2 separate regions of the Mus musculus genome follow, and region 1 is linked to region 2. A link is a contact called in public Hi-C data. All regions are on one chromosome and are shown on one strand. Each heading gives the region's core, a stretch centred on a gene start, on an enhancer-like site or on the middle of the called end of the contact. The rest is flanking DNA. Distances are from core to core; before and after follow the strand shown. Region 1 has its middle 21 kb from the start of A930003A15Rik. Region 2 holds the start of B3gnt5 (UDP-GlcNAc:betaGal beta-1,3-N-acetylglucosaminyltransferase 5).

Region 1 (6,006 bases), core at 1-2,500, 150 kb before region 2:
AAACTTAGAGTCAGGAAGCTCCACCCACCACAGGACCTTAACTGAGGAGCTATGAACATTGTTGGCCCTCTGCTGGGCACGTTTGTACTCAGAGCTGAGGAATCTCAAGGAGTGTTTTCTGGTTCCGTGTGGCATGGTGGTGTGTGCCATAGCAGGACAAAGTGTGCATGTTATGTGCTTAGAAATGAAAACTGCAGTGTGGTTGCAGGACCAGCACTGTCAGAACACCTCTGATTCATTATGTTTTACCTTGATTTTTCTTGGTCATCTTGTGTCTAGAAACCTTTTACAATTGCCAGAATTTTACCTGTGGAGTCATAGCCCACAGGCTAAGAAGCTTACGATGATGAGGGTGCATGCCTGTAACTCTAGCACTTGGGAGGAGAGTGGAGGCACGTGGAATAGTTCCAGGTTCAGTTACAGGGAGTGAGGGGGGGCAGCCTGGGCTATATGAGACTGTTTCACAAGGTGACCACAACAAAACAACACAGAAGAATCTGGGTAATAGATTGTATGTAATATGTTTTGAATGAGAATTTTATGAGACCATTCTCAAAAGATGTTTAGCTCACTGCCCAATGTTGTAAATGTTCCAAACACATCAGAGGCTAGAACTGTCCTTATTTGACTAAAAGCTCCCAGGCCTGAGGACTTTCTTGTCAGTCTCTGTGTCTTCAGCATGCAGCACCCATCAGGGACCAAACTAAACACTCAACAAATATTGTTGCATCAGCATCTGCTGGGAATCGTGAGTAGTAAACTATAAAGTTCTATGAAACTGACACCCAGCAATTATCCCATTATTACTGAAAACTCTTTTGTATATGAGAAAAACATAGATTTCCATACTATATAATGTTTTGTAAATTCACAGGACAGTGTCCTATTCATACCATCTGGCCAGAAAGAGTGGGTAATGTTTTCTATACAAGCTCTGTCTGCAGTGCATCCTGACCCAGAAAACAGTTTTGACAAATGCCATCTTGTGTATCCATGTATGAACTCTGGGTGTGAATTGATGCTGCCTTGGTTGAGAAAACTGAAACACAGAGAGGTTGTAGCATGGAGATATTGTCCTGACCAAAAAGGCTTATTATTAACATGTGATATATGCAAAGCCATACGATATGTGTCAAATGAAAAGAAGGGCTGGAAATGACTTCAAATTGCACTTTCAGCCTTAGGATTTTCAGGCAGAAAGTAGGTTGCACTTTTAAACGTGCCCACCAGAGGGCCAATCATGTTCATAGCTCCTCAGTTATGGTCCTGTGATGGGTGGAGCTTCCTGACTCTAAGTTTAGTATTAATGCATTCAAGCTAAAACATTTTGGTGCCTCATGTGAGGAATTTATCACACTGTGTGAGGAATCCTTAATGACTTAGTTTAAGCATTTTTGAGCACCAGATGTGAGGAAAGAGTAGCCCTCCTTCATAGGAGCACATCTGGATGATCCTTTGTTGGGGATGCGAATTTTGGATGTTGCAGTTGCCAAAAGAGACAGAAGCTCTGAATCTCCCCAAGGATCCCACTTTGTCTGGCTAGAGTGGTGAAAGTTGACGAGATGAAGGGAAATTTGGGCATCTTAGGCTGGTCTGATCTGGTCAATCTTAGGAGCAGGGATCCATGCTCTATAAGTTCCCTTCCAGCCCTAACTCTCTTATTTACTTATTTCTCTTTCTTTATCAAGACCAGCCTGATTCTACTTCGAATCCTGTCACAAAGAAAGAGCTCAGCTTTCCCTAAAGTGGCTGCTTTTTCACTTTCTTTGTCCCCCAAATATCACAGGAAAGCACAACAGTTAAGAAAATTTCTTAAAGAAGTTGAAACAAAAACACTAAAGCAAACCTGCAAACTTTCATTTTTGGGAACACCATATATGCACAGTTCCTAAAGGGCCTCCTTTTCCAGTAGCCATTTTCATGGTGCAGGACAGCAGTCCTTTCACTTCCTGCTACATCAGTAAACAGATCTCTTCCTGCTCTTCCCTGAGGTTGCCTGGCTGGCCCATCTATAGCAATACGCTCAGATTTCACCTTAAAAATATTCTGGCTTTTCAATAATTTTGGATGCAAAGGATGGACATAATGCTTCTCTGATGATAAATATATAATGCTTAAAAAGTGCTTAGTTTTATTTATATAAACTTAAAAGCTTTAAAAATGTTTAACTATTGGAGATTCTTAAATAAGAAAATTTCAAAACTGATTCTTAGTTATCTGCTATCCCTCATGGAGCTTCCCAACAGGCTCACAGACCTTGCCACCACCAGGCCTTAAAATAAGTATCTGAGTGTGGTAGTTTGATGACAATGGCCTCCTTATATGTTTGAAGGCTTGGTTTCAAGTTAGCTGAACTGTTGGGAAGGATTGGGTGGTGTGGCCCAGTTTGAGGAGATGTGTCACTGGTGGTAGGCTTTGAGATTTCTAAAGCAATCACCAGGCTCAATCTTTCTCTGCTTCCTGGCTACAGATCAGGATGTAAGCTCGCAATTACTGATCTGGTGTCTTCCTGCCTGCCACTATGCTCCCACCACAATGATAATGGACTAACTCCCTGAAATTATAAGCAAGCCTCAAATTAAATGCTTTCTTCTATAAACTGCTTTGGTTATGGTGTCTCTTCATAAGCAGTAAATTGTAGGCACTAAAAAGAAAAAAAAAAAAGCTCCAATTCTAACAATAGCCCTAAGGGCTCAGGGTGTTTCAAATGTAAGAACCACAAGACCATTCCTTTCCTAGAGCAGATAGGCTTTTCACTAAGAGAAGTAAACTCATAAACAGCTTTTAATGAGAAAGTAAACTCAAAATTATCATGCTGTTGCTATTGAATTAAAAATTACTTTTTACTAGTTTGTTGCACTCTAATGATGAAAAGAAAATTACCTTTTCAGTAACTACTCTCAATGATCAAACACCTATGGGTTGATTAGGGTTTCTTGGGGCAGTGGTTCTCAACCTCCTTGACATTGCTGAAGGAATGGTTCTGATGCTAAGGTCCTGTTCCCCAATTGGTTCTTGATCTGTCAGTAAAAAAGTCATGGGACAATTGCTAGGTAGAAGGAATAGGCAGGACTTACAGGTCCCTGGAGGCAAGAGACAGATACAAGGGGGGGGGGGGGGAGAAGGGGAGAGGGGAGGGAAGGGGGGGAGAGTTCACCATGCTTCTGATGGAGAAAAGGTGACCAGTCATGTAAGATCTCAAATGGAGTAGCCACACAGGCTGCTCCTACAGGCAGGTGGTAAAGGGTGTTTAGCAGGCACTGGATACAACTGAGGTGTGGAGATAAGAATATTGATAATGGCACTCTTTCCCAGGCAGGAGATAAACAGCACCCAGCAATTGTGTCAAAGGCAAGTAGAAATTGAATAACTGTGTGTGTCTGTGTCCTTTATCTGTAAATTCAAGGGAAGCTGGATAGGGGCTGGTAGCATGGCCCTTTCCCAGATCTTAGGCAGGGCAGCAAAGCTACATGAAACAGATGGCACCCAATGTGGAAGTCGAGAATCCACTATTCATTTAGGAGTTCTCAGACTGATCACACACACAGTGATAAAGGTCTAGGAAGAGGGGAGAATTGTTTTCTTATTAAGCTGAGCAGAGTGAGTCATGTGATGGCTCCAGTGTGCAGGAAACTTAAACAAAGGAACACAGGGAAAGCCTTAGCTCACAGATCTTCTGCTGTGAAAAGACGCAGGATGACTGCTCTGAGGCAGAGAGCCAGACAGAAAAAACTGCCTGATTCCTACAAGCAGATAATCAAAATATAGGGATAAATAAAATTTAATTCCATTGTTTTTAAAGTAGAAGTGAGTATAATAGTAATTGTTTAGATGTTCTTAAGTATATAGAAATATTAAGCTCCACAGAAGGGAGAAGTAAGGGAGATTGAGTGAAAAAAATGCTTTAGAGAAGCATGGCCTATTCCTGGAGCTTAGGCAGGGTAGCAAAGCTACACACAACACATTGCCACCCTTCAAAACCTTATATTGTGGTGACCCCCTACCATAACGTTATTTTGAATGTCTTAGGACAAATACAAAAATACTTAAAAGATGCTTTCCTCTCTACCACCACTTGTTGCTTGGCTGCTGCAGGGTCAAGTGGTCAAACAGCACCTTCTTCACCAGAGGTAGGTGGAGTCTCAGTTTCTGTTCTTGTCAATCTCTCAGTTCCTATAGAGATGTCTTGTTTTTTCTTGGGTCACCTTCCAGATCAGAATAAAGAAAGGAACCAATCTGAAAAAGGCTTTTAGGATGGGGTTCATTACCACTAAAACCATTTGTCAAAGATTTTGGTCCAGCTATGCTTCCCATGAGGCATGTAGGTGGGGGTAGGGTAGGTTCCTGAGTCTATCCCAGGTCTTCTAGGGGCAGGGATGCTGCATGTCTGTGGAGCGCCTTTGACCTTAAGGTTCTAAGCTTCTGAGGCAAAGAAGCAGGGCCTGGGCTGTCAGAATAAAAAGTTTACATCATAGTAACAATCAGTACTAAGGTTTCACAAAAGAACTAAAAATAGCTGAGCATGGCTGCCCTGAACAGTCCCAGCATTGCAGAGCTCTATGGTCTACAGGTGAAGGAGATAACCCAGAGACCTTGTCTCAAAGTAGAACTCCTGTTATGAGCCAACTCTCTCACCCTTGCATAAACAGTGAAGACTAAGTGAACAGACCACAGAGGTACCTTTATATCTGTGCTCATGGCTGTACTAGGCACAACAGTGAGACATGGAGGTAGTCTAGTAGTCTATAAGTCCATCAATAGAATGAATACAGAAATGTGGCAAATATATAATGGAATGTTACTCAGCCATGAAGAGAAATGAAATCACAGTATTTTGCAGAAAAATTGAGGGAACTGGACATCATTATGTGGAGTGAAATAAGCCAAGCTCAGAAAGACAAATATTGCACATTTTCTCTCATATATGGAACTCAGAATAAAGTTATTGTGTACACATGCATGCTTGAATAGCATTTGTGTGAGCAAACTAGACAGAAGATGATGAGAAGGGAATGAAGAGATCTTAAGGATCTGGGGAACAGAGAGTTATGGGACATGAGTGACCTAAAAGCAGAAGGGGGTGCTGTCTGGGGCAGGGAGGCACTGACTGAGAAGGGGTACAGAGAAGGACACAGGGAGAAGGGGACATATAGAACAAAGTATAATGACACATACATGAAAATGGCATAATGAAACCTGTTTCCAATATTAACTTTAAAAATTAATAACCAAGATAAAATTCACAGACTACATGAAGCTCAATAAGAAGGAAGACCAAAGTGTGGGTGCTTCGGTCCTTCTTAGAAGGAGAACAAAATACTCACAGGAGCAAATATGGAGATAAAGTGTAGAGCAGAGACTGATGGAAAGGTCATCCAGAGACTGTCCCACCTGGGGATTCATACTATATACAGTTACCAAACCCAGACACTATTGTGGATGCCAAGAAGTACATGCTGAAAGGAGCCTGAGATGGCTGTCCCCTGAGAGGCCCTGCCAGAGCCTTACAAATACAGAGATGGATGCTTGCAGCCAACCATTGGACGGAGCATGGGGTCCCCAATAGAGGAATTAGAGAAAGGACTGAAGGTGTTGAAGGGGATTGCAACTCCACAGGAAGAACAACAGTATCAACCAATCAGTCCCCCAAGAGCTCCCAGGGACTAAGCCATCAACAAAGGAGTATACATGGCTCTAGCTGCACACTTTGCAGAGGATAGCTTTGTCATGCATCAATGGGAGGAGAGGTCCTTGGTCCTATGAAGGCTGGATAGATGTCCCAGTGTAGGGGAACTGAGGGCAGGGAGGTGGGAGTGGGTGGTTGGGTGGAGGAACACACTCATAGATACACGGGGAAGGAGGATGGGATAGAGGGTTTCTGCGGGGGTGGGGGTGGGAAAGGGGATAACATTTGAGATGCAAATAAAGAAAATATCCAATAAAATTAATGAAAAACATAAAGCATTTTTAAGAATGTAAGCAAATTATTTAAAAATTTTGCAAAAG
Region 2 (5,993 bases), core at 2,773-5,272:
ATTATCCTCCCTGAAGTATGATCCAAGTCAATCTACTTCAGGTTTTCATTCTGATTTCTTCACTGGTTCCCTTCCTTGCCTGGATGCCTGCAAGGTCTACCTCAACTGGAACCAAAAAGAAAAAAAGTCAAAAGAAGCAAACAAAATGGAGCACATTACCATTGGAGGAGGTAAGAAAAGTTCTCTTTAAGCCGGGCGGTGGTGGCGCACGCCTTTAATCCCAGCACTCGGGAGGCAGAGGCAGGTGGATTTCTGAGTTCGAGGCCAGCCTGGTCTACAAAGTGAGTTCCAGGACAGCCAGGGCTACACAGAGAAACCCTGTCTTGAAAAAACAAAAAGAAAAAAAAAAAAACAAAAACAAAAAAAAAACAAAAAAGAAAAGTTCTCTTTAAATAGAAACTAAGGGTTTAGGGAAACTCAATCCTTTCACTGATAAGTGATCTTAAAGTGAGAGAACAGAATATGGGTTTTGCTCAGTCCTCTGAAACTAAGTATTTTGTATAATTACAAAACAGAGTACAGTTCCGCAACTTTATACACATAGAAACTAAAGTAAGAGTCTATGAAAAGAAGATAATAAGTCCCTGACAATTATTTTTAAAAAATGGAGAAAGGGAGAGAAAAGGAAGGGGAGGGGGGGAAGGGAAGGGAGAGGGGGTAAGGGAGAGGGAGAGGGAGAGGGAGGGGGGAGGGAGAGAGAGAGTCTTTGCCAGAGAAAGCAGAATGGACTCCAGAGCCTTTTGACCTCCAAATCAGCCACTCACTTTCAGGACTTGTGGTCCCATACTATGGGACTGAAATCAGAGCTCTTCCTGTCAGCTCATTCTGCCCAGGGCTGGACAGCTCAGAGCAACACTGGAGTTCCGGGAATGGTGGCTGGGCTCCATTGCCACAGCCTGAGTTAGTTTGGCTCTTCCAGGATTAGTTTCTTGTCTGGTTTTTGTTTTTCCTTCATAGTGGGAATGACTCAATATTATTGGCCCCTTTATGGGAGAAAAGAAATTAAAGCAAGCCCCACTTCTAGTACAGAAACAATCACAACTAGGGCATAAAGAAGTAAGTCGATGCTATTTAAATTTCATTCCTTATATGGAGAAGGTTTTCTTTTCCTGACCATCTAGTTAATGCTTAAATGAATGCTCAATTTTCATAGTAAACAAAGTAAAAGATTAAATGGGAAAAGGTCATTTTGTTTATTTAAAATTTATATTTTATCTGACCAAGCTTCTTCTCTTTAAATATAAAGATGACAAGGGAGTATATGGAAATATAAAAAGTAATGTATACTATATACTATAATGTGCACTGTATACTGTAAGTAATTGTCGATCCCGTTATCTTACATCTCTGCTGCCAGAGTTCAATGGTGGAACTCTGAATAATTTGCTTGGATCCGCTCAATTGAGCACATACAAAATCCCTAGCACAAGTGCATCTACTTTGTGACTTTGGGAAAAAAAAACTAACTTCTGTATCTTCCCAGTATCTTCCAATATATGTTCTGAAACTTAAATTTGAATACACTTGGGCTGCAGACGGAACTCAACGTTTACAATTTGTAAGTCAGCAAGTGTAATGATTCTATCCAAAGTGACCCATTTAAAAAGATGACCCATTTAGAAATCCATGACTTATTATCCAAGCTGTTACAGACCTGAGAATTAGAAATCTACAGACTTTCACCATAAATCTCTGTTTGGACACATCCGTTTTTATAAAGGGAGTTTTGATTCAGATTTTGAATGAAATATGTAAGTGCATTTTTACTCAATAGGGCCTAGATTTCATTTTGAAAACCCTTTCCCATCTTCTGAATTTTCTTTGTAAGAAAAGCAATTATAAGGATCTATAGGGTTACTTTTCTCCCAGGAAGGGCTGCAGTCTCAGAGTGTACTCATCATAACACTCATGGAGATCATCTTAAATGTCTAAGGAACCCTTCCTCAGAAGATCTACAGGTGTGCACAGTCAGTCTCATCTTTGCTGAGTGCTTGGTATGTAAGTGGGGGTGGAGTGGGAGGAAAGGGCAAGGATGGGGAGAGGCAAAGAGAGCGCAACAGAAGAAAAGTGGTTTAGGAATATGATGGAAACCCTTTAGTTACTGAATTTATCTTTCATCCAAACAACAACAAAAACGACGACAACAACCACCACAACAAAACAAAAACAAAACCACTATGCCCTACATTTCTTTTGACAAACTTTTCCTTCGTGCTAGAGATTGAACCCAAAGTCAGACTTGCAAGCCTGTATCCCCTGCTGCCTTTTGATGAAGTCCACACTTACCAACTGTTTACAAATCACCCTTTCAGTGTTAAGGGTGGGGTCATTTTCTGCACCACTACCTTCAATCATACTTTTCTGGGCCAGTTTCACTTTCTCATATACCACTTCCTGGCATCTCTGCCCCTGGGGACCAGACTGTTTCCCAAAATAAAGGCACAGAGGAGCAAATCTAATTTTAATGAATGTACTTTCACCAGAAAGTTAGCCTAAAAATTAGCTCTACCACCACTGACTACCTTGTGATGGCATCTGTGTCCCTGTAACATGACCCATAACCTAAGAAAACCATTACTGCTGTAAAGAATGTGAATCAAAAGCTGTTACTTTTATCTACGGGTATCTGAACAATCACTTTACTAGTATATTAAAGAAAATGGGAGTAAACAGGAGATTCTCATTAGAAAGATCTTTTCCCAATTTCTCCTACCCGCCTGCTTTCCCGTTTTCTTTTCTTTTTTCTTTTCCAGCTAGCAGCTATTCCAAAGAGCCGGTCAGCTCCCTCACGTGCAAGCTACCCTAGGCGGTCAGCCCGAATTCAATCCAGCATTGATAAATCTCAGGACCCAGACTGAAGATGCGCCAAGGCTGGACCTGGCTTCGCGACACCACAGCCACCTCTCCCCATTGGCATTCCGGGTAAATCCGGTGCTCTGGACCCCGCGGGTCGGATCGTACCTGCGGCACAAAAGCGGCAGCTAGGCCTAGGGTGGTCGCCGCCCAGCGCTCGCGCCCACCAGGCCGCAGTGAACAAAGGCGCTCGCCGAGGGAACTCTCCCTTCTTCGCTGCACCTCCGGACCGGGAAGCCCCGGCTCGCAACGAAGAGCCGTCTGTCTTCCTGACCATTCCACCCTGATGCCCCCGGGCCGCCCGTGTGGACTACCCTCTGCACCCCTTCCCGCCTCCCGGTCGGGTCCGGGCTAGAGGAGGGGAAGCTAGAGGTGGGGCGGGTCCCGGGACTCTCAGCTAGCAGCCTCGGGGAGAACCTCAGAGCCGGCACAAAGCTAGCCCAGCCAGAGACTTAGACTCTGCAGGGGCTTCGAGAGTGCCCGGTCTAAAGCAGACTGCGAAGCCACGCTCCCCGACAGAGGGACCTTGGCTCACAGTAGGATGCAGCGGGCACTTTGGGTGGGCAGTGACTGACCTTTCATCCAGGAGCGGCGTTGGTTAAGACTGGAGACCCATTCATCCAAACCACGTTTCAGTTAGTCATTTCCGAGCTGAAGGTTTTGAGTGGACAGCGGTTCTCCCATCGTCTCGTAGTTTCCTAGCAAACCCTAAGAGCCCGCCGGTCTTCTGTCAGGACACTTAGGACTTGAGCTCCTGGGAGCCTAAGTAACAAAGAAAGGAAACGCACATTTATTTGAAGCGAAGACTGCACGCCTTATGACTGCACAGCAACAGTTCGTTTTAAAAGCAGACCCTTCCCCTGTGTTCAGCCTCCCCATTGATTTACATTCCAACCCAGGGAATTTCAAGCATTGTAAAACTCACCGAGGAACCCAAGTCCTTAAATGTCCCAGAGGTCCGCTGTCCTCCTAGAAGCCCTGGGGGAAAAGTCTCAAGAACAAAAGTTGCAAACTAAATTTCGGTTGTAAGCGAGGAAGCTAGGGCAGGGCTCCAAGAGAGACCCCGCTGGAGCCGGCTAGAGCCGGCTGAGAGGGGCGGGCCTGATTAAGGGTCTTGGCTCACTCAGGCTGGGGCGCAGCCGCAGGAGCCTCCAGCTGCTTATTTGGTCACTCCACTCCAGGCTTCCTCGGGAATGCTCAGCCCCGCCCCTCCCCTACCCCGGTCTGTGAAGGTGACGTGCCCCGCCCTAAAGTGCTATCTGTGAGGACTCCAGGAAGCGATTGCCTCACTTGTTTGCTAATAACTAAACTATAGATTCAGAAGACCAAATGTGCACCTGAGCCCAAAGGAAAGTTCTTGTTCGGCCTGTAACCAGACATTATCAGGATAGTGTAGACATCAGCTGAAGGAGCAAGTAAATAAATCTTTTTTTTTTTTTTTTTTTGTAGCTAATTGCTTGCTTAAAAAAATGCTGTTCTAGACTTTTCCTTATAGAAGCATTCAATAGAGCTCCTATTTTGAGCAGTTTTGTAGTTATACATACTGAAAACAGGACAAGAAAAAAAATCCAAAAATGTCAAGTCCAAATATGGGTTTGTAATTGTAAAAGTCAGTAAGTTCAAAGTAGTTGCTGAATCAGTTTAAAACACACTTGTTATTTCAAACTCTAGTTTTAGGAGATTTTGCAACTGCATTTTAAAAGCCCTTCAGCGTATTTCCAATCCTGAAATTCTTTTCATGTGTTACTCACACAAGGCATGGTTCGCTGTTAACTCACCTGTCCAGAAGACCACAAGCAGAAATACTAATGTAATGGGACTCCTAATGGAGTCTGACAGTGATCTATAAAGAGGAGCATTCATTGTTCCTACAGGGTTAATCACCCCCCAATTATCTTCTTAAATCCTGACTAATCCTTTATATGGTCCTCCCTAAAACACATGTGTATTTTGTATTCACATACATATATTCAAGTGGGACTTTGTTCCTTTTCGGTCATTTGGAACTAGTTACATGTGTCAGTTTATATAGGTAGGCACATGGGAAATATGAACTGATGAGAAAATATACACACACACACACACACACACACACACACACCCCTTTCCAACCTCTATACAAATAGACATGTGGACTAATGATTTTAAAAGTAAACCCATATGGTATCATATGCCTGTAATCTCAGCACTCAGAATGATTTTCATGAGTTCAAAGGCAGCCTTGATCACATAGTGAGTATCAGGTTAGCCTAGGGATACATATAATACTGCTGCTGCTGCTGCTGCTGCTACTACTACTACTACTACTACTACTACTACTACTACTACTACTAAAAATCCAGAGTAGAAAAATTAGTGAGCTGTAGAGTTGGGGTGGGAGGGGTAATGGTTAAAGAACCTGAGGCTAAGAGATGAGGAAGGGCAAAGAGGCCCAGAATGACCTCTCTGGGCCCAGACAGATATATGTATGTATGACAGGCCCATGATGTATGATGTTACACACACACACACACACACACACACACACACACACACGCACACACAGACACAGACACAGACACACACACCAGGGGACAGGCAAAGGAGGTCCTCCCATTCATCTAGAAGGATTCCCTAGACCATCCAGATCCTCATCCACAGTACCATAGAGAAATGTATGATTTCATTGCCAGTGATTGCATGAAGCTTGTGAGATGGTCTGGGAGTAAAATTAGATCATAACAACAGGAGGAAAGAGGTCAGTGTATTCTATCCACAGCAGTTGCTTGTGAGCGTAGCACCCTAGAATACCATGCAAATATCTTTGAATCATACTGTTAGGAATGCGCTTTGCAGAGCACAAGAGAACTGTAGAATATATCTGAAAAATAAAAGTCACATCAACTTATTAAATTTAAAAGTAAGAGGGGCTGACATTTTCATGTTAGAAAGTACAGATAAGATGGGGGATGGGGAATGGCGCACGCAGGGGGAGGAGATACAAATATGAATGAATTAGAGAGTAGAAAGAATGCTAAAACCTGAGTGCAAGAGAACTTTCCACACTGCTGAGCAGAGAAGAGGCCAGTGATGCTGAAATTCTGCCACCATGGTGCCAGACTTGACTTGTTCAGCTAAATTTGCTTTCTGGATTGTCAGCT

The links. Hi-C and Micro-C count contacts between places; a contact is called where the count stands out from the background.
Region 1: a contact with region 2 is called in a Hi-C map of double positive thymocytes, with 2.9 times the contacts expected there. The contact joins the enhancer-like site here to the promoter of B3gnt5 in region 2. A contact is called at or near these places in 4 of 39 promoter capture datasets (the C10 cell line, embryonic stem cells, pre-B cells and 1 more), 2 of 484 Hi-C or Micro-C datasets (double positive thymocytes and embryonic stem cells), 5 of 115 datasets of contacts at active chromatin or transcription factors (embryonic stem cells and stem cell-derived neural progenitor cells) and 2 of 9 other capture datasets (liver and pancreatic islet).

Annotation. Positions count from the first base shown.
Region 1 is chr16:19,902,550-19,908,555 of GRCm38.p6, reverse strand. No RefSeq gene overlaps it. Among named protein-coding and RNA genes, the nearest start is that of A930003A15Rik, 21 kb to the right of the region's middle. Within about 2 kb of position 1,250, at least 9 of the 459 cell types and tissues checked have an H3K27ac peak or open chromatin away from gene starts, as enhancers often do. A contact at or near this core is called in double positive thymocytes, where this site is marked.
Region 2 is chr16:19,758,263-19,764,255 of GRCm38.p6, reverse strand. It overlaps B3gnt5 (UDP-GlcNAc:betaGal beta-1,3-N-acetylglucosaminyltransferase 5), which reads right to left and starts at 4,022. Exons shown (of 4, transcript NM_054052.3): 1 at 3,779-4,022; 2 at 3,429-3,615.